Linked DNA regions of Mus musculus: all the other regions are linked to region 3. The links are chromatin contacts, called in public HiChIP or PLAC-seq maps. All regions are on one chromosome and are shown on one strand. Each heading gives the region's core, a stretch centred on a gene start, on an enhancer-like site or on the middle of the called end of the contact. The rest is flanking DNA. Distances are from core to core; before and after follow the strand shown.

Region 1 (3,107 bases), core at 361-2,860, 450 kb after region 3:
ACAGAGACAGTATACTCACATACATTAAATAAATAAATCTTTTAGAAAATATATTAAGCCGGGCATGGTGGTGCACGCCTTTAATCCCAGAGCTCGGGAGGCAGAGGCAAGAAGATTTCTGAGTTCGAGGCCAGCCTGGTCTACAAAAGTGAGTTCCAGGACAGCCAGGGCTATACAGAGAAACCCTGTCTCGAAAAACTAATATATATATATATACACATATATATATTAAAACAAAAAAGTAGGGTCAGGTGTTTTGGTACATTCTGTAATCCTAGCTCTTGGAACAGGAGGATAATGAATTTGATAGCTGCTGGAGCTACTTGGTAATATAATTTTTCTTTTAATTTTTTTTTTTTTAAAGAAAGGAAAGAGCCAGGCGTGGTGGCTCATGCCTCTAATTCCACTAGCATTTACGAGAAAGAAACAGGTAGATTTCTGAGTTTGAAGCCAGCCTGGTCTACATAGTGAGTTCGAGGACAGCCCAGGCTACATAACAAAACCCTGTTTCAAAACAAACAAACAAAGTAAATAAATAAATAAATAAATAAATATGCCAAGGGAGAAAAGCAATCAATAGCCTTAACCAGCTCTGAAGCTTATAGACCACAAAGATGATAGCCTGCCAAGGACAGCAGCCTTCCCATCTTGGGGACTACTAAACACTGTTTTAAGTAAAAGACATCAGAAACCAAGTTACAAAACAAAACCAACCTGAATATCTGTATCTATTTCTGTAGAACAAATTACCCCAAATTTAGTGCACTTAAAACTTTTTTTTTTTTTTTTTTTGGTTTTTCGAGACAGGGTTTCTCTGTGTCTGTGTAGCCCTGGCTGTCCTGGAACTCACTTTTGTAGACCAGGCTGGCCTTGAATTTAGAAATCTACCTGCCTCTGCCTCCTGAGTGCTGGGATTAAAGGTGTGAGCCACCATGCCTGGCACAAAACATTTTTTAAAAAAAATAATTACTTATTTATGTATGAGTACACTGTAGCTGTCTTCAGACACACCAGAAGAGGGCATCAGACCCTATTACAGATGGTTGTGAGCCACTGTGTGGTTGCTGGGAATTAAACTCAGAACTCTGGAAGCAGTTAGCACTCTTAACCACTGAGCCATCCCTTCAGGTCCCCACCCCATCCCCCTGCACTTAAAACTTCTTAGTCTCAGTTTCTGCAAGTGGCCTAGCTGGGAAGTCAGGCTCACTGTCTCCTCAGGAGAGGTTACACAGAGTGTCTGTCATCTGTGCTGCACACGTGGCAAGACCTGGAGGCTGGAGGCTACCCTCTAAAATGGCTCCCAGTGGCTGTTGGGTGCAGGCCTTCTTTCTTCACATAGGCTCTCTTAAAAAAGAAAAAAAAAACAAAAAACAAAAAACAAAAAAACAAATTCACAGCTGGCTTCCCTCATGACCTGAAAGTTCCAAGCCCCCTCTCCCCCAGCTTTTTGATGAGATGCGGCCTGACACAGGCGTTTGAGATGTAGAGACTTGAGAACTGAGAATTGTACTGATTTGTATAACCAAAGTCTCAGATGTGACCTGCCATTACTTCTGATCACGTCTGTATTTCATTTACTACGAGTGAGTCACGGGCAGTAAGAGTGTTCGGGCAGATAAGGCTCTTTGGCACCAAGCCTAATGGTCTGAAGGTCTATGTCCAGGACTCACATGGTGGAAGGAAGGAAACAACTTCCTTTAGTTGTCCTGTGGCAGCCACTGGAGAGTTGGGGGGCGGGAGGGGACGTGCCTACCCAGCACCACCCCACATGCAGCACACAAAAGAAAGAAAGAAAGAAAGAAAGAAAGAAAGAAAGAAAGAAAGAAAGAAAGAAAGAAAGAAAGAAAGAAAGAAAGAAAGCAAGCTTAAAAAAAAAAACAACCAATCAACCAAAAACTACTTTATCACTTAATGAAAGAAAGAACTGTTAAGATGTTAAAACTGGTCCAAAGGCCACTTGAGACATTAGATTAGGGACAAAGACACTTTAACTTGGAGACTGTGAAGCTTGCTGGGGCAGGCAGCAAAATAGTTAATGTTCTACAAAATCTGTGATTTCTGTGGTCACCTGTTTAGCTGGAATAGGAATCTTTCTGCTGTAAGTTGCCATCATCGAGTTACAAATTGTCAAGTACTTCTGCCCTTTCAAGTATCAGTTGTCCTACAAATTTAACAAGGTCTTCACTGAAAACGTATGAGCTGGCTTTCGTGTCAACTGAACATCTGCCCTTTTTATTTCAAGCTATGGTGTTAGTAAAAATCTTAAAGTCAGGAGGATCATAGATTCAAAATCAGTCTGGGCTATAAACCAAGGCTGGGTTTCAAACACACACACACACACACATACACACATAAATAATAATAATACCAGTTATTAGGAAGATTATGTATTGAAACAACAACAACAACAAAATGGTTCTTTAGCCTGGTGGTACATATCTATAATTCCAGTACTTAGGAGGTGGATGTAGAAAGATCCAGAATTCAATGTCATTCTCTTATATAAAGAATTTGAGGCCGAGCGTGGTGGCGCACACCTTTAATCCCAGCACTCAGGAGGCAGAGGCAGGCGGATTTCGGAGTTCGAGGCCAGCCTGGTCTACAAAGTGAGTTCAAGGACAGCCAGGACTATACAGAGAAACCCTGTCTCAAAAAAACCAAAAAAAAAAAAAATTGAGGCCAGTCTAGGCTACTTGAAACCTTGCTTCAAAGAAATATTTTTTTTCCATTTTTTATTAGGTATTTAACTCATTTACATTTCCAATGCTATACCAAAAGTCCCCCATATCCACCCACCCCCACTCCCCTGCCCACCCACTCCCCCTTTTTGGCCCTGGTGTTCCCCTGTACTGGGGCATATAAAGTTTGCAAGTCCAATGGGCCTCTCTTTCCAGTGATGACCGACTAGGCCATCTCTTGATATATATGCAGCTAGAGTCACAAAGAAATATTTTTTAAATAAACTAAAAATGGGGTGGGGGGAACTAAGTACTGCTATATTCTTGGCCAGTATAAATTCTAGCACCTTTTATTATTGTCTGTAGACTTGAAAAGAGAAAATATAGTGTAGTGAAACTTCAGAGACCACGTAAACCCTGAGTGCACGT
Region 2 (3,003 bases), core at 187-2,686, 410 kb after region 3:
TGTAATGACTTACAAACACGCACATACGAATACCCATTTAGTTAAATGTATAGGCTCATCTTCCCCTGTGTGCATACGCTGGTACTTGTGACCACACAGGGGAAACTATTTATAAAATTAATAACAGTTATGAGCTGGAAAGTTGGCTCAGTGGTTAAGAGCCCTACTTGTCACATAGGACCACCTCCTCGGGTACCAAGTACAAATATGTTGAGCACTTGTACACATAAAATACTAAAAGTAAATCTAAAAAATATTTTGTTGCTGGTGGTGGTACATGCCTTTAACCCCAGCACTCAGGAGACATAGACAGGCTGCTCTCTGAGTTCAAGTCCAGTCTGTTCTACAAAATGAGTTCTGGGACAACCAGGGCTATACAGAGAAACCATGTCTCAAAGAACAAAAACAACAAGAACAAAAATAATAATTATTTGAGAGGGTTGAAGGGCCTGGGTCAAGGAAGACATTAGTGTTTAGTAGTAGTAATAATAATAATAATAATAATAATAATAATAATAATAAGGCTGGAGAGATGGCTCAGCGGTTGAGAGCACTGACTGCTCTTCCGAAGGTCCTGAGTTCACATCCTAGCAACCACATGGTGGGTCACAACCATCTTTAATGAGATCTGATGTCCTCTTCTGGTGTGTCTGAAGACAGCTACAGTGTACTTACATATAGTAAATAAATAAATAAATCTAAATAATAATAATAGCAATAACAACAACAATAGAGAGCCAGGCGTGGTGGCGCACGGGAGGCAGAGGCAGGCGGATTTCTGAGTTCGAGGCCAGCCTGGTCTACAAAGTGAGTTCCAGGACAGCCAGGGCTACACAGAGAAACCCTGTCTCGAAAACAAAAACAAAAACAAAAAACCCCAACAACAATAGAGTATGTGAAACCTTCAAAAAGGCTTATAAGTGTCAATAGTACTTTGGGGTGCCTGTGTGCGCGCGCGTGTGCGTGTGCACGTGCGTAGTGGCTATCCTTGTTAAATTGACGTCACACCCACAAATACGACTCATCCCTTTTGCTGTGTCCTGGGAGGGTAATTAGGGCCTTTTTCACAACTGAGAAACCAAGAAGTTGTCTGATGCTGTCCAGTACATTTGGAAGCAGAGACCCCAGGCCTCGGGGTTTCTAATTATTTTGTTATTGGGGGAAGTGCTCCTCCCAGGATGCTTGTGGTCTAGTGCTCTCAGTCGCTCTAGCTGGAAACCCAAGGGACTAAAGAAACGCTAGAGGCTACAGCAGCAGCGGCCGCCGCCGGTCCCTGGTGTCTGCCCCCAGCTGTCGCAGACCTCCCGCACATGTGGTTTCAATCACCCAGCCTGGCGCCTTCCGCCAGCGCAGAAGCCCTGCAGCTCCGAGAGTTCTGCGACTCTTTGTTTAGGGAGGAGCCCAGCCCAGCCCGGGTGGCCACCCTCGGGAGTGGCTCTGATCTTTGCCTTGCAGATCTATAAAACTGCGGCCATGGCAGGGCAGCTCCGGGAGGGAGGCTGCAGGCTGCAGGAGGCACGGGAATTCGGGCTGCTGCAATTTGAGTCTCCAGGGATAGGAAGGCCCGCGCCCTCTCTGCAGATTCTTGCCAAATCAAACACCCAGCAGATGACCGGAGCGGGACCCTGGAGAGACCGCTGGTTCTTAGCAGATGGCCATCTCCCCAGCCTGTCTCTTACTCGGAATCTTTCCCGGTTCCTTCTTCTGTGTGGGGCACAATTTTGTGAGCTACAGAAATTGAGCTTTCTAATTTGATTTTCTAGAGAAGGATTTGAATAGAAACGCACATGGGACTCAGGAAGGTGGGCACAGACGGTTGACTTACTTGGTTTGGAAGGAGGACAAACCCTGACAGTCTAATTTAGCAGCCTGTCACGCTGGGAGCCAAAAGACGTTCTCCAGCCCGTAAGCCCAGTTCTTTTTACTGTAAGTTACTAAAAGAACCCTTTGGGTTTCACGTTGCACTCGGTATTTCTTGAACGCGGTATCCTGGGCTGCAGCCATGAAATGTTACACTGGAGGTAGAAATTTACTGCAGACTTCTTCCACAACCCCATACCTGGTCTGCATTCCTGAAATATCTGTTGCCAGGGAAACGGCGATCTCCCTTTGCGTTCTTAGTCTCATTAATAAAAGAATTTTAAAACGGACTCAGAAGGAAGCTCTAGAACAATTTTATTATTAAAGTTTGACAGAAAAACAACATGGCAAGTAAGCTGAAAGGGAACAGGGGAATAGCGGGGAAACTAGGAGTGGAAGTCAGAAAGTAAGAAAGCCCGGGTGTCAGGGAAAGCCTGTTCAGGATTTGGGCTGCTATGAAGGGAGGGGCTAAGGAAAGGGGAATCCATGTTTAAAGGAGGAGCCAGGGTTCTGAGCTCTCTGGGACATTCATTGCAGGTCTTTAGCCTTGACCACAACATCTATAGTAAACAGGCTTTATAAAACAGAGTTGGCGGTTTTTACAGGCATAACTTAATTTTTTTTTAAAGTTCATTTTATTTTTTAATTGTGTGTGTGTGTGTGTGTGTGAGTGTGTGTGTGTGAGTGTGTGTGTGTGTGTGTGTGTGTGTGTGTGTTTGCGCGCACATACGCATAGGAGTACAGACACCCACAAAGACCAAGAGAGGCCATTGGGGCCCTGAAGATGTAGTTACAAGTGATTGTGAGCTACCCAAGGTAGGTGCTGGGAACTAACCTTGAATCTTACTCACTCTTCCCTTCCCTAGACATAACTTATTTTTTAGAATATCTATATAAACAACGCAAAGATGTTTGATCATCTCCCCAGGTATTTTATTGTTATTGAGATAATTCAGAAACAGAAAATTTCAGAGGATCAAAAACAGCTCGTTGTTTAATGTGACCCTCAGATACACTGCAGCTGGTCTCCACGACACCAAACCCTCCCTCCCTCCCTCCCTGTGTGGCATCTGTCACAGTGCTAACAGCTCATATGCTAGCTTTACAGACTCAGACTTAAAGCCCCCCTGCTTTAAACCCCCA
Region 3 (3,043 bases), core at 541-3,040:
CCATCTTGAAGGACACCTGCCTTCCTTCATCCATCCTATGGTAGATCCCACGCCACTGGATGCTGCCTTCTTCTTCGCTAGGAATGACCCATCCTTTAGTTTAATCTTTTCTAGCAGTTAGTATTTCATATGTTATGTAAAAATTTCACCACATAAATGTATTATTTATCTTCCTATTGGCATAGACAGAAATAGAGGGTGACAGAGACAGACAGACACTCAAGAGCACACACATGCACACGCGACATACACACATGCATGTACAGACCCCTACTTTCTTGAGGCTGGCTTCTTGGAGCCTAGTTGCTGCCCTGACTCTATCAAAAGATCAAGTTCAGTGTATTATGCATCAGTGGTCCTCAAATTCTGTGACAGGTGGATTCCACAATTCCGATTTCCAGGGCGATCACAGTATCTCTTTTCAGGTCCATACCACACCCAAGATACAGGTGCTATAGATAGTTCCAGGAGGCTCCAGGTACTTAACAGAAATTCCCTGGGAACACTGATATCTAGTCATAGACACAGGACAGTCGAGTGGGTTACTATCTGGATGAGACAGGGACAGTTTACACTCAACTCCGAGAGATAATGTCATAGGAAATGAGTATCAGTCTGCATTAGCCTTTGTCTCCTCCACCCTCTCACCAAGGGCTGGGCAGGGCAGGGCAGGGCCAGGATCCCAGGAGCCGGAATTGCCCTTAGTTAAACATTAACTCTATGGCAAACACTGGGTGCTGGGACCAACTGGTACCCTTTCTCCAGGTTTAGCACAAAGGAGGGGGTGAGAGAGCCTGGTCAGGACGGAAGAGGATTTGGGGTTCAGCACTGACCTCACCTAGCAAGAAACAAGTTAAGATCCACAAAGAAAATCCCAGTGCTCCAGCCAAATGCGGTAGGCAGAAGCCAGGCATGGGTGGGACGAGGAGACAGGAGAAAGGTGACTAAACATGAGGTAGGCATGGGTGCAATGCAGAGGGTGCTGAAGAGGGAGCATTGGGGACGGGGGCGGGGGGAGAGTGAAGTTTAGAGTTGACTGCCATGGGATAGCAGTCAGGAAGATTCTTCAAAGTCATGGGTAAAAATCATAGGTGGGAGACAGATGGGTGTAGAGGAAGAGGACTGTCCTTGGAGGAAATACCAGGCACTGGTGTGTTGTTGCGGCTGCCCCAACACCTGCAACTCCTATAAAGCCTTGTCCTACTGTCCTCTGGCTGATGCTAGGTAGGCTTGCCCTGTCATTCCCAGGATTGGTACCAATCCTTCTCGCCTTCCTTAAAGCCAGCTTTCCTAGCAGGGGACGGTGACAGACAATGTGGGTGCTGTCTCAAGCTAGCGGCTACCCTATTCTAGGCTCTGCCCCTAAGTTGCTATGGAAACATTAACACCCCAGAAGTGAGACATAAGGCGGGAGGGTCTATCTGCCCACCTGGGGCTCAGGAAGACCCATACCTACCGGGAACAGGAAGGATCACATTTAAAAGGCAGATGGTAATCCTTCAAGCTGGAGTCTGACCATCCTCATCTCTGCCTATAGTTCCAAAGCCCTATCGCCTGACCCTGTAAGATCCTGACCACTGGGGCTACACCTTTGTACTCCCAGGCTGGAGGCCCTGTTGAAGAAAATGAGCTTGTCAGCTGTGGGGGTGAAGGGCAAGAAGGGCCCCAAGACAGTTGCACATGACAGGTTTTCATACGCTACCCTAACCCCAATGTTCACCCTCAACAGTCTTGTCCCTATGTCACTTCCCTTCTTGTGACTCAACTCTTCAGGTCAGGCTAATCTGTTATTTTGCAGACAGTTTCCTCTTAGCTAGTCATGGGACAAAGAGTTGCTTTCCTACAGACTGGTGGTGACAGTAGAAACTGGCTTCCTCTTAAATTACACCCAGGGTCCCTGACCAGGTCTTGGGTACTCTCCTACAGTAGTCAGAACTCTGTAGAGCCCTGACTCTAGCCTGCCCCCAGCGCATGGAAGTATAAAGCTTGCATCTATCTAAAGGACTCCTAGTGCCAGGGGTATAACCTGAGGCATCATAGCTGGTGAGCTAACTCATAACAGCGGGAAAGAGATTAGAAAGAGGAACAGGACACCAGGATCCTCTATGGAGGTCAGATTCCAGCCAGCCGGCAGACAGCAATGGAGATGAAAGGTAGGTCTAAGGGAATACAGGTCAAAACAACAAGGGTAGACAACGAGCCTCCCAAAGGAAGCAGTGTAGACGAGGAGGAGGTAGTGCAGAGGGGAGGGGTCAATGGAGCTTTACCTGATAAACACAAGTGTATAAGGCATAGCCACAGCATTCAGAGAAGGTACTTAGCCAACCAGAACCCAGCAAGTAACCCTACCCAACAGGTGGCTCTCGGAGAACCTAGGTCATAGATTCCAGTCCCAGCCAAGGCGACTCGGCCAATGTCCAGGGTAAATGCACTGGCAGGGTCAGAAGGAACCCAAGGGAAACCAAGGTGTTAGACAGAGAGCAACTGACCGACAACACTAATAACTGGGCTCTGGAAAACGGGGAACTGGAGCATCTGTCTCAACAGAAAGGACAGGATGAGTTCATTCAACCAGCCTGCATGGGTACTGTATCCACCCTGCTTCTCCACTATAGCAGTTACTAACCAACAACCTCTATAGGAGCTAACTCTTGCACAAGTGAAACCAGAGCCTATCAGCTATACAACCCTCATGCACACCTCTTAGCACCTGCAGCTATAGTGACTGGAAACTTTCTGGTTTCCCTGTGTCCACCTGTCATTTCTATGTCCTCCTCTGCTTCCGTTCCTTTTTGCTTCCTGCACGAACACCGAGTCTGGTGCGTATATAGCAGAACCATGAAGAGAGTGGGCAGCAGCCAGTACAGGCAGAAAGGAATGTGTCAGTGGTCGTCCCGGAGGACTTTCAGAGGTCTGTCAAGTTCAACTGCAGACAGGCGTCCTTCCTTTTGAATCCTTCAGCCAAGAAGCATGTCTGTCATCAAGCTGAGTGAGTGCTTAGGTTGTCAGAGCATCAGAATCAGGCTGAGGGAGGACAGAGATA

What was found. HiChIP or PLAC-seq counts read pairs in DNA pulled down with a chosen protein or histone mark.
Region 1: a contact with region 3 is called in a FOXA1 HiChIP or PLAC-seq map of pancreatic cancer cells. The contact joins two enhancer-like sites. A contact is called at or near these places in 1 of 484 Hi-C or Micro-C datasets (LSK cells) and 3 of 115 datasets of contacts at active chromatin or transcription factors (the NIH/3T3 cell line, microglia and pancreatic cancer cells).
Region 2: a contact with region 3 is called in a FOXA1 HiChIP or PLAC-seq map of pancreatic cancer cells. The contact joins two enhancer-like sites. A contact is called at or near these places in 3 of 484 Hi-C or Micro-C datasets (bone marrow-derived macrophages, cerebellum and granulocyte-monocyte progenitors) and 1 of 115 datasets of contacts at active chromatin or transcription factors (pancreatic cancer cells).

What each region holds. Positions count from the first base shown.
Region 1 is chr9:40,775,026-40,778,132 of GRCm38.p6, forward strand. All of the region lies in intron 5 of Clmp (CXADR-like membrane protein), which reads left to right. Among named protein-coding and RNA genes, the nearest start is that of Hspa8, 25 kb to the right of the region's middle. Within about 2 kb of position 1,611, at least 50 of the 459 cell types and tissues checked have an H3K27ac peak or open chromatin away from gene starts, as enhancers often do. A contact at or near this core is called in pancreatic cancer cells, where this site is marked.
Region 2 is chr9:40,729,520-40,732,522 of GRCm38.p6, forward strand. All of the region lies in intron 1 of Clmp (CXADR-like membrane protein), which reads left to right. Among named protein-coding and RNA genes, the nearest start is that of Clmp, 45 kb to the left of the region's middle. RefSeq lists an enhancer at 258-2,888. Within about 2 kb of position 1,437, at least 194 of the 459 cell types and tissues checked have an H3K27ac peak or open chromatin away from gene starts, as enhancers often do. A contact at or near this core is called in bone marrow-derived macrophages, granulocyte-monocyte progenitors and pancreatic cancer cells, where this site is marked.
Region 3 is chr9:40,322,626-40,325,668 of GRCm38.p6, forward strand. All of the region lies in intron 4 of Gramd1b (GRAM domain containing 1B), which reads right to left. Among named protein-coding and RNA genes, the nearest start is that of 1700110K17Rik, 9.3 kb to the right of the region's middle. Within about 2 kb of position 1,791, at least 83 of the 459 cell types and tissues checked have an H3K27ac peak or open chromatin away from gene starts, as enhancers often do. A contact at or near this core is called in bone marrow-derived macrophages, granulocyte-monocyte progenitors and pancreatic cancer cells, where this site is marked.